Regions from separate parts of the Mus musculus genome. Here all the other regions are linked to region 2. The links are chromatin contacts, called in public promoter capture Hi-C maps. All regions are on one chromosome and are shown on one strand. Each heading gives the region's core, a stretch centred on a gene start, on an enhancer-like site or on the middle of the called end of the contact. The rest is flanking DNA. Distances are from core to core; before and after follow the strand shown.

Region 1 (3,011 bases), core at 488-2,987, 130 kb before region 2:
CATAAATTATGCTTAAGGAAGATTCAAACTTTTTTTTCAACTTTTTTATTAGATATTTTCTTCCATTTACAATCAAAAGATTCAAACTTTTGCTCAAAGCTAGGTGTGGTGGTCCATTCCTTTAATCCCAGCACTAGTAGGAGGCAGAGGCAGACAGATCTCTGAGTTCAAAGCCAGCCTGGTCTACATCAATTTCCAGAATGTCCTTTGGTTACATGAAAGAGTGTCTTTGTTCACATATACTCTGAAGTTAGGGGACTCTGATGTAAGCAAACTTCATAGTTTGAATAGATGAGAACACTAAAGCCAATGTAGTGAATGCAATATTTAAGTTGCTAGTAAATAGAATTTGGAACATTTAAGCCATAGAAAAATAGTGGTAAGAAGAAAAACTATGGACTGGTTGGTGGTAGCATAAACCTTTAATCCCAGCACTCAGAAGGCAGTAGCAGGTGGATCTCTGTAAATTCAAGGCCAGCCTAGTCTACAGAGAGAGTTCCAAGACACCCAGGACTACACATAAAAACACTTCCTTGTGAGGAAAAACAAAAACCAAAACCACTTACATTAAAGTTTTTCAAGGCAGGAGAGGGGATTTGAAGTCCTTGTCCCAAACACAAGTTTATATAATTTTTGATAGAAAGACTCATATTGGGGCTGGTGAGATGGCTCAGTGGGTAAGAGCACCCGACTGCTCTTCCAAAGGTCCAGAGTTCAAATCCCAGCAACCACATGGTGGCTCATAACCATCCGTAACGAGATCTGATGCCCTCTTCTGGTATATCTGAAGACAGCTACAGTGTACTTACATATAATAATAAATAAATCTTAAAAAAAAAAAAAAAAAAAAAGAAAGACTCATATTTGATATATCTCACATGGTGACCACCTGATGGCAGCAATGAGGGAGGTTTGGAAGGAGGTGATCCCATACCTCAGTGTCCTTTTACAGTCGATGAGACTGAATGCAGAATATAAAGGCCACATCTAAGTATCTATTCTCAACTGTCTCTTGTCCTGCTAAAGCTATGTTTCAGGCTTCTCCAGTCCCGGTATGCCATCTAAATTCAGCAAGATCAGAACAACCTCCTCACCTCTTCTCGCCTGGATGGAGATAATACAAACAGAAACCACCTAAAAGCACTTATCAAGCACACATCACAGTACTTGGCACACAGTGGACGCTTAGTGCCTACATGAAAGCTATTGTTCACATTCAATTTACAGCGCCCTTCATATAATGGTAGGTTCACCCTCCACTGTTGTGTGTGCAAGATTCACACGTTGCTCAAAGTCCTTCAGTGCCCGCAAAGGGGTGGCTTTACGGTCCTAGCAGCCTCGGTCGGATCAGGCTGCACTGACTCAGTCCCAGCACGTGAGCAGTCAGCAGTCAAGTCTGAGTGTAGGGCGTGTTAGGTGCATGACAGCCTCTGCAAGCGGTCTGCAAAGTTATCTCCAGTGCACCGGGTCAGAGAGGAACAGCAGCCTCACGTCACCTCTGCTGGACCGCGACTCGCTAGGTGGGCGGGGCTCGCAGGCGTCGAAACTAGCCGTTGGCTACGCATGCAGAGGCGGGGCCCAGAGGGCGCGCTCTGCCAAAGCCTGGGGGCGGGGCCTATGAAATAGCGCCTTGCTATTGGCTTCCTCAGGAAGACGGGACTCTCAGTTACCATTCTATTGGCTTTGCCGAACAGAGGTGGGACGTAAAGGTGTCACGCCCTACTATTGGCTGCGTCAGACGGGCTCTGCGGCGCTTCTGTGTTGTCATTCGGCAGCTAGTAGAGGACACGGGCAAGATGGCGGTGGTGGCTGGTCTGGTGCGGGGACCCTTGCGGCAGGTAGGTAGCGGCCCCTAGCGCGTCCACTGTAGGCCCTGTGCCCTTTCTGAACCCTTTTTTCTCTCCCTTCCAGGCTTCCGGGCTGCTGAAGAGGCGTTTTCACCGCTCGGCGCCCGCAGCGGTGCAGGTAACCGGTCCCGACGTCGGGCAAGGCCGGGAGGGAGCCCTGGGGCCCGGGAGCAGGCCTGAGAGATCGGGGTCGTGTCTGCCCCAGGGCCAGGTGGCATCTTGGACCCTGACAGCGGCCGCGTCCTGCGGATGATTCGCGCTGCCTCTGTCCTCGCCCGGTGCCATTCATATTGGTAACCATCCCTTCGAGGCCGGTGGCAGTCGAACAGACAACCACCTGCTTTCCTGACTTTTAATCCCCACCCTGGAGTTGTGGTAAAATGTAGCTTTGAAATCTTATGTGTTCAAATGTGGCATCGAATGAATTCACGGTCTACACTGTCAACTTCCAGAACTTTACACGATAATAATTCACACTCTTTCGGCCGCTGTTGTATTGTACTTTTCTGGCTCTTTTTGAGTTCTTGTTTTAGAGCGTCATATAAGTTGAATCTTTTGTTCTTTTGTGTCTGGCTTATTTAAAAAGGTTCATCCACATTGTAGAATACATTCATCAGAATTTGTTCCTTTGGAACGTTGAATCATATCCTTTGTACGTTTTATTTATACATTCATTTAAGGGTGGTTTGTTTCTATCTTTTGAATTTGTTACGGTGCTGAGAACATTGGCTTGCAGATACATGCTTTTTTTGGCATATATATATCTAGAAGGATTTTATCAGTCTACATTACTGTAGTAGCATAGCAGCACCTGCATTGTGGATGTCAAGTGTTGTGCACTAGTGAACGCTTAATACTTAGTCGTAGTTAGTATCCATAGTTAGACCTTCCTTGCTAGTTCTCTAAGTCTTAGTACTTCAAGTGTATTGGTAAAACAGCCTGGCATGCTTCCTCCGTAGGAAACTGCCTGGGAGCTGGTTTAGCAATCGCTCAGTTTTCTTGCCCGTGCATATGAAGCAGTAGAGCAGAAGTGTTCTGTAAGCTTGTCACTGACGCCTAGTGAAGATTAGTTGGCATAAGTGGTACTTGTTACGTTCTATGTGTGTGAGCATGCACATTGTGGTCAATGTGCAGGGGATCCGTTTCCTCCTTCCGCCATGTAGG
Region 2 (3,111 bases), core at 121-2,620:
AACTGCACAAAAAGTGACTTGGGAAGGGATTCTGAAAAGCTGCTAGATCTAGATCATTTCTCTAAATGATTAAGGAAAAGAAAAAAGAACAAACGACAGTAGGCAGAGGGGTTTGGGGATAGACAGGAAAAGGAGAGAGGAAATGTAGAATTAAAAAAAAAAAAAGAACACTTTTGGAAAAAACCCAGCCTCAAGCGTCACAGCGGATCTGAGGTGAGTGAGCTATGTTAGCTCACTCCCACCCTTACCGCTGCCTAAAAATATCCACACAGTGAGAAGATTCCAGAGACACAGGTTTGTTTTTTGTTTTTTAACAAATTAGTTCTGTGACACATACAAGGGTCTGAATAATATACTTTGTTAATTTTAAGACTTAACTTGAACCGTGTTCCCACCCATCTCCCTTTAAGGCAGAAGAGTCTGAAGTGTACCTTGACCACGCTGAGCCACATGTCCTTGTGTGCGGAGAATCCATGGAGCATAAGGATGGATGGCTTGTGTCCTGGCCTGCCCCGGAAGGAGTAACAGAACTGATAGTCCTCATGGTGTGCGTAGCGAACTTGCATGCCCAGTGTCCTCCGCCAGTACCTAGGGTCAAGAAAGGCAAGACACAAGTGCATGCTCAGGGGACATGGCTTTCAGAGGGACACTGGTCCTCTCTAGAGATCCTACTTGGAGATGAGACAGATGCTTATTCCAGCTCTTGTCCTTTACCCTCCAGGGGCACTAAGAAGAGAAGTATGTCACACATGTGTTTGGAAAAAAGGGGATCAGCAGGGTGTGTGTGTGTGTGTGTGTGTGTGTGTGTGTGTGTGTGTGTGTAACAATGCACAGACAGCAGAGAGCAACAGGAGCAATATACGTTACACACATGCATGGGAATGTCATCATGAGACTGGTTACCGTGTCCAACTAAGAAATGGTAGTAAAGAAAAGGAAAAATTAGAAGGCCTAGCATTTGAATGAAAAATAAAAGCAAACAAGCAGGCAAGCCAGCCAGCAGAGCACAGCACACACGATGACCTTTCATTAGACAGCTCTCGAGGCTTCAGCTGACTCACTGCTCAGGACTGGCACAAACTGAGCCCTCTGGCTTTATTCCGCACATGGCAGCGGTTGAGGGCTCAGCTTCTGTGGGTTACATAAGCCTGGCAAGGCTGCAATTTGGACTCAAGTCCATTTCAATACGAAATTTCCATTGAAACAAATTGAACTTTCAGCATGAAAAATCTCTTCAAAAATGAAAGATAATTAAATCATCCAGATATCTCCTTTGTAATAGACTGACTCTACACTGTAGCAGCTGTAATAGGCTGATTCTACATCATAGACTGGCTCTACACTATAGCAGCTGTAATAGACTGACTACACTATAGCAGCTGCCAAGTCTTGCAAAATCAAGTCATCAAAAGTGTCCTAATATTTTGTGTGATATGGGGGGGGGGGAGAGAAGTTTAAGTACATATTCATGCTTCCTTGTATCTACAGACAGAAATCGTGGGTACACAGGCACTGTCAAGTGCTGGGCTGAAGACAGAGAATGAGTGAGAAGCAGGGGACAGATGGGCAGGGGTAATAACTGGATTTCTTTTGATCCTTTTGCAATGACTACATTAAAACAGTAGTAAAATTGGCTAGCCTAAGGCTTTTCATAGGGAGAAGCAGGCATATTTCAGTACTCTAAGTAATGGCTGTGTACCATGGGTTTGTATGTTCATTCACAGACCAACCTGATTACGTGACCTGGAACATACAGTTCTTCATTGACAATATAGGGGTAAATACTGCATTGCACAAAGGTTATAGCCAAGAGTAAATGGACTACCCACATGAAAAGTGTTTATTATTGTTATTATCATGTGTGTGCCTTGCATATGAATGTGTGTGGCTTAGTGTCTGAATGTGTGTATGTGTATGTGAGTGCAGCACTTTTAATACGTATACTGGCAGCAGCTGTGGCTGCCCTGTGGGCTCCCTGAGCCGGGGGCTGGGGACTGAGCTCCGGTCTTCAGGAAGAACAGGAAGCAGCCTTAACCACCGAGCAATCTCTTCAACCCCAATCCACACAACTTTTGTTCAAAACCCAGTACATGGTGACATTTGATAAATACTAATTAGCATTATATTTAAAACGTATCTTTCCAAATACTCATCTGCTAAGATTAAAGGGAAAACTTAGAGGCAATACTTGAAACAAATATTATCATCACAGTTTGTTGACATCTCCACTTCTCTAGGGACAAACTCAGCTCACTCAACACAGGCTAAGTAAGCACTGTACCACTGAGCTGCACCCTCAGCCAGGATTGATATCCTCATAAAAAGCTTACACACTAACATAAGCCATGCTAAAAACTTAATTCAACACTGGGCAAAATAAATGAAAGGATAACTCCGGACAGAAGAGAGATTAATGTAAAACAGAAAACATAGTGAAGTTCACTGCTAATTACGATATTAACGTGCAATAAAGTACGTCCTTTTACACCTTTGGACTCTTTGCTCCCTTGCTAGCCATCCTAAAAAAACAAACAAACAACAGCAACAACAACACTCAGGAAGCAAGGGGGAAAAAAAGAAATTTGATTGATTTAGTTTTGGGTAGAACTTGGGAGAGAAAACTTCCCAGCCCCTCTCTACCTGCCCTTATGCAATATGCAGGTATGCTGAATCAAAGCCAGGAATAATGCAGGCATAGACTTAGCTACGTGTTAGGTTGCCCAGACTGTGGGGTAAGTCTTTCCTAGGAGTCAGCTCCTCCTTTGGTCTGTCTGGTCTACCCTCATTGCCTCATTGTATGGACTTTCTCGATGAAATACGAATTTTTAAATTTTATATATACTTACTAATTTAGAGACAGGGTTCTCTTATGTATGCTGGCTCTGAATTCACAGAGAACTTCCTGCCTCTGCCTCCCAAGTGCTGGGATTAAAGGTGTGTACCTGGCTATTAGGTTGGTTTCTGTTTTTGAAGTATATTTGTATGGATGGATGCTTTGCCTGCATCTATGCCTGTGCACCACATGCATGCTGCTTGCTCTCAGAGGGAAGAAAAGGGAACGAGATCGTCTGGAGCAGGAGTTACAGATGGTGAAAGCCACTGTGTGGAAGC
Region 3 (2,700 bases), core at 97-2,596, 220 kb before region 2:
CAGTTCTTTATTGTAGTCTCTAGTCCCAGCACCCAGCAGGCAGAGCCACGGGGATTACCATAAGTTTTGGACTATTTGATCTACATACTAAGTTCCAGACCAGCAAGGACTTCACAGTGAAACCCTGTGTGAAACCAAACGTGAGAGAGTCAGGGAGATTGTTCAGTGAGTAGAGTGCATAGCCAACCATGACAGCCTGTGTCCAATCCCTAGGACCCTCATGGTAGAAGAAAAGAATCAACTCCCACAACAGCTGACATTCACAAGCATACTTTGGCACATTCATATTTGTATACACATGCCCTCCCCTCTTCTCTTTCTCTCACTCTCTCTGTCTAAATATTTTTTAAAATATGGAAATACAAATGGAGAGAAATTAAGTAACTTCCCATGATCGATGATGGCACAAATGTTTAGAGAGGCCAGATGACCATCTCCAAACAGCGAGGTCAGGGTCACCTTTATTATGTATGTATGTATGTATGTATGTATGTATGTGAGAGAAAGGGAGGGAGAAGGGAGGGAGAGAGAGGGAGAAGGAGAGAGGAGTAAAGTCATCAGCTAGTCTGTGCCATGGTGCACTTGAGGATGTCAGAGCACAACCTCTCACAGGGAACTGCATCTTCCTGCAGAGCAAACTGGATAGTGTCTTGGGGATCATGGGGAGCCGTGAGGTCCCTTGGTGTGCTCATGCTCGTGCATGCATGCACACACACACACACACACACATATACACACACTGAGTATGCACTATATACACACATATTAGCACACGTGGGGAGGATGGACAAAGCCCCAGAGAAGAAAACACTGGAATCATGAAGATTTGGAAGTACTGTAAGAGGCCTGTGACTTCTCTCCCAACATTGTACAAATGAGTAGTGTACATATGGAGTAAGAGTTCATCTTTGTGACCTGAGACCTAGTTCAAATTCCAGGTGGGTGGTTTACTTATTGCACAACTTTGGCACTGGTTCTTCACTGACACCATGAAGAATTCATCCTACCTCCCAGGGCAAAGGCTGGATACAAAGGAAGGTCCCAGTGTGCCTCACGTGTGGAGACCAAGTTCTCAGGATCCTTCATAACATACTGCACTCCTCAGGAGCCTGGGCTGGGGGTGAGAGGCTGGGGGCTGTGGGGACACTGGTGAGAAGCACGGCACAGACAAGACCACCGTCAGAGCAGAAGCAGGGGAGAGGGATACTCCTTTCAGCTCACTGTGATGTGACTAGCTTGCCTCCTTGGTGGCAGGACGGGTCCAGAATTTCACAGTGGAAACACCACCTGGACACAGGACACACCCCTCAGAGGGATCCTTTAAGCCTGGAAGCTGAGTCATGCCAGAGTTGCCTGGCACCTGATACAATATACACCCTTTGCCCAACGACACTGGCAGGAAACAGCAGGGCCTCATGCAATACTCTGGCAGAGTCTGTAAATACCAGCACTTTGAGGAGGAGAAAGGAGTGTGGACAAGAGTCTGAAGATTGGGCCTATAGGGAAGAGCCAGCCCAGCCTACAGCGCTGTCCCAGGACAGAGGTGAGTCAAGAGTTTAGTCCCAGGCCAGCCAGAGAACTGACAGAACATACCAAAGGTAATGGCAGTAAAGTGGCGGGCATCCTTAATGGCTCTCAGTTCTGCCCTTGGTTCTCTTGTTGTTTACAGTTGTTTACAGGGGGAAACTGGTGACCACAATAACAAAAATGTAAGGAGTTACTTGCCCCACCTGTTAAAAGGTTAAGAGAGAGGGGGGATTAGCAATGTGGGCTGAGGGCTTGGGTGTTGAAGGAGGTGCAAGGAACCTCGATGAGGGCTGGCATTGAGTAAGACAGAGGAAGTCATGGTGACATCTGAGGAAAGGGTGTCCAGGCAGAGGCAGAGTCCTGGCAAAGGCTGACCAGGAGAGTTGGGGAGCAGCCAGGAGGCAAGGGCGTCTGGCACAGAGGAAGCCAGAGGCAAGACGAGGAGGCAGCTAGGAAGCCTCACAGGAAGGCAGGCAGACAAAGGGCTCCTTGTATACACCAGGCCTCTTGTCAGTACCCCAGACGCCCTCTTCAGAAGCCTGCCAGGGGCTGTGACCTTACAAGGGTACCCCCTTCCTCAGTCCTGTCCTTACTGTACCCTTACTGTATCCTCAGGCTCAGGGGATGAAGGAAAAGAGAACAGGTGACAGGCAGCAGGGAAAGTTGACGGCCAGGCTCTGGGACCACGGAGACAGAGCCACCTCCCTAGCACTGAGTGCTGGGAACAAAGTGCATGAGGGGTGGCCAGTTCTCACAGGAATGCTGATGTCGGGAGGGTTGAGCTACTGTGAGGTCTCTGCAAGCTGGAGCTCACTAGGAACACTGGGGAGTTGAGCCTCAGCCCGAAGAAACAAGAGGGGCAGAAGTCGGGAGGAAAGCATGCAGGCTAGCTGGTGGGAAGCAAGTTTGTGGGCGTGCTAGGACTCCTTTCTACAAGCTAACTCCCTTCTGCACAGTTACAATGACAAGCAAGAAAAGAAAGATGAGACACTGAGCCAGGTAAGAGGGGAAGGTGGCAGAGTGGTGGCCAAGGAGATGGCAAGGAACAGATAGGGCTAAGGGGACTCAAAGAAGGTGGATGGATGAGTCTAGTTGTTCATTCACTGAGGGGAGTGGGGACTTCTAAAAGGCCAAGGGTTTGTTGTGAAGGAAGCAGGCCACATCTTGGCTATG

The links. Promoter capture Hi-C pulls out the DNA fragments that hold promoters and counts their contacts.
Region 1: a contact with region 2 is called in a promoter capture Hi-C map of liver. The contact joins the promoter of Pdhb here to the enhancer-like site in region 2. A contact is called at or near these places in 9 of 39 promoter capture datasets (the C10 cell line, the HPC-7 cell line, cranial neural crest and 6 more), 5 of 115 datasets of contacts at active chromatin or transcription factors (the SCID.adh cell line, embryonic stem cells and large pre-B cells) and 3 of 9 other capture datasets (adipose tissue, liver and pancreatic islet).
Region 3: a promoter capture Hi-C map of liver shows a contact between it and region 2. The contact joins the promoter of Acox2 here to the enhancer-like site in region 2. A contact is called at or near these places in 5 of 39 promoter capture datasets (the C10 cell line, cranial neural crest, liver and 2 more) and 2 of 9 other capture datasets (adipose tissue and liver).

Annotation. Positions count from the first base shown.
Region 1 is chr14:8,171,718-8,174,728 of GRCm38.p6, reverse strand. Pdhb (pyruvate dehydrogenase (lipoamide) beta) reads left to right here and starts at 1,737. Exons shown (of 10, transcript NM_024221.3): 1 at 1,737-1,838; 2 at 1,912-1,965. The coding sequence starts at 1,797.
Region 2 is chr14:8,037,225-8,040,335 of GRCm38.p6, reverse strand. It overlaps Abhd6 (abhydrolase domain containing 6), which reads right to left. Exons shown (of 9, transcript NM_025341.4): 3 at 432-588. Among named protein-coding and RNA genes, the nearest start is that of Gm41094, 17 kb to the left of the region's middle. Within about 2 kb of position 1,370, at least 72 of the 459 cell types and tissues checked have an H3K27ac peak or open chromatin away from gene starts, as enhancers often do. A contact at or near this core is called in adipose tissue, liver and neural stem cells, where this site is marked.
Region 3 is chr14:8,257,665-8,260,364 of GRCm38.p6, reverse strand. It overlaps Acox2 (acyl-Coenzyme A oxidase 2, branched chain), which reads left to right and starts at 1,346. Exons shown (of 15, transcript NM_053115.2): 1 at 1,346-1,543.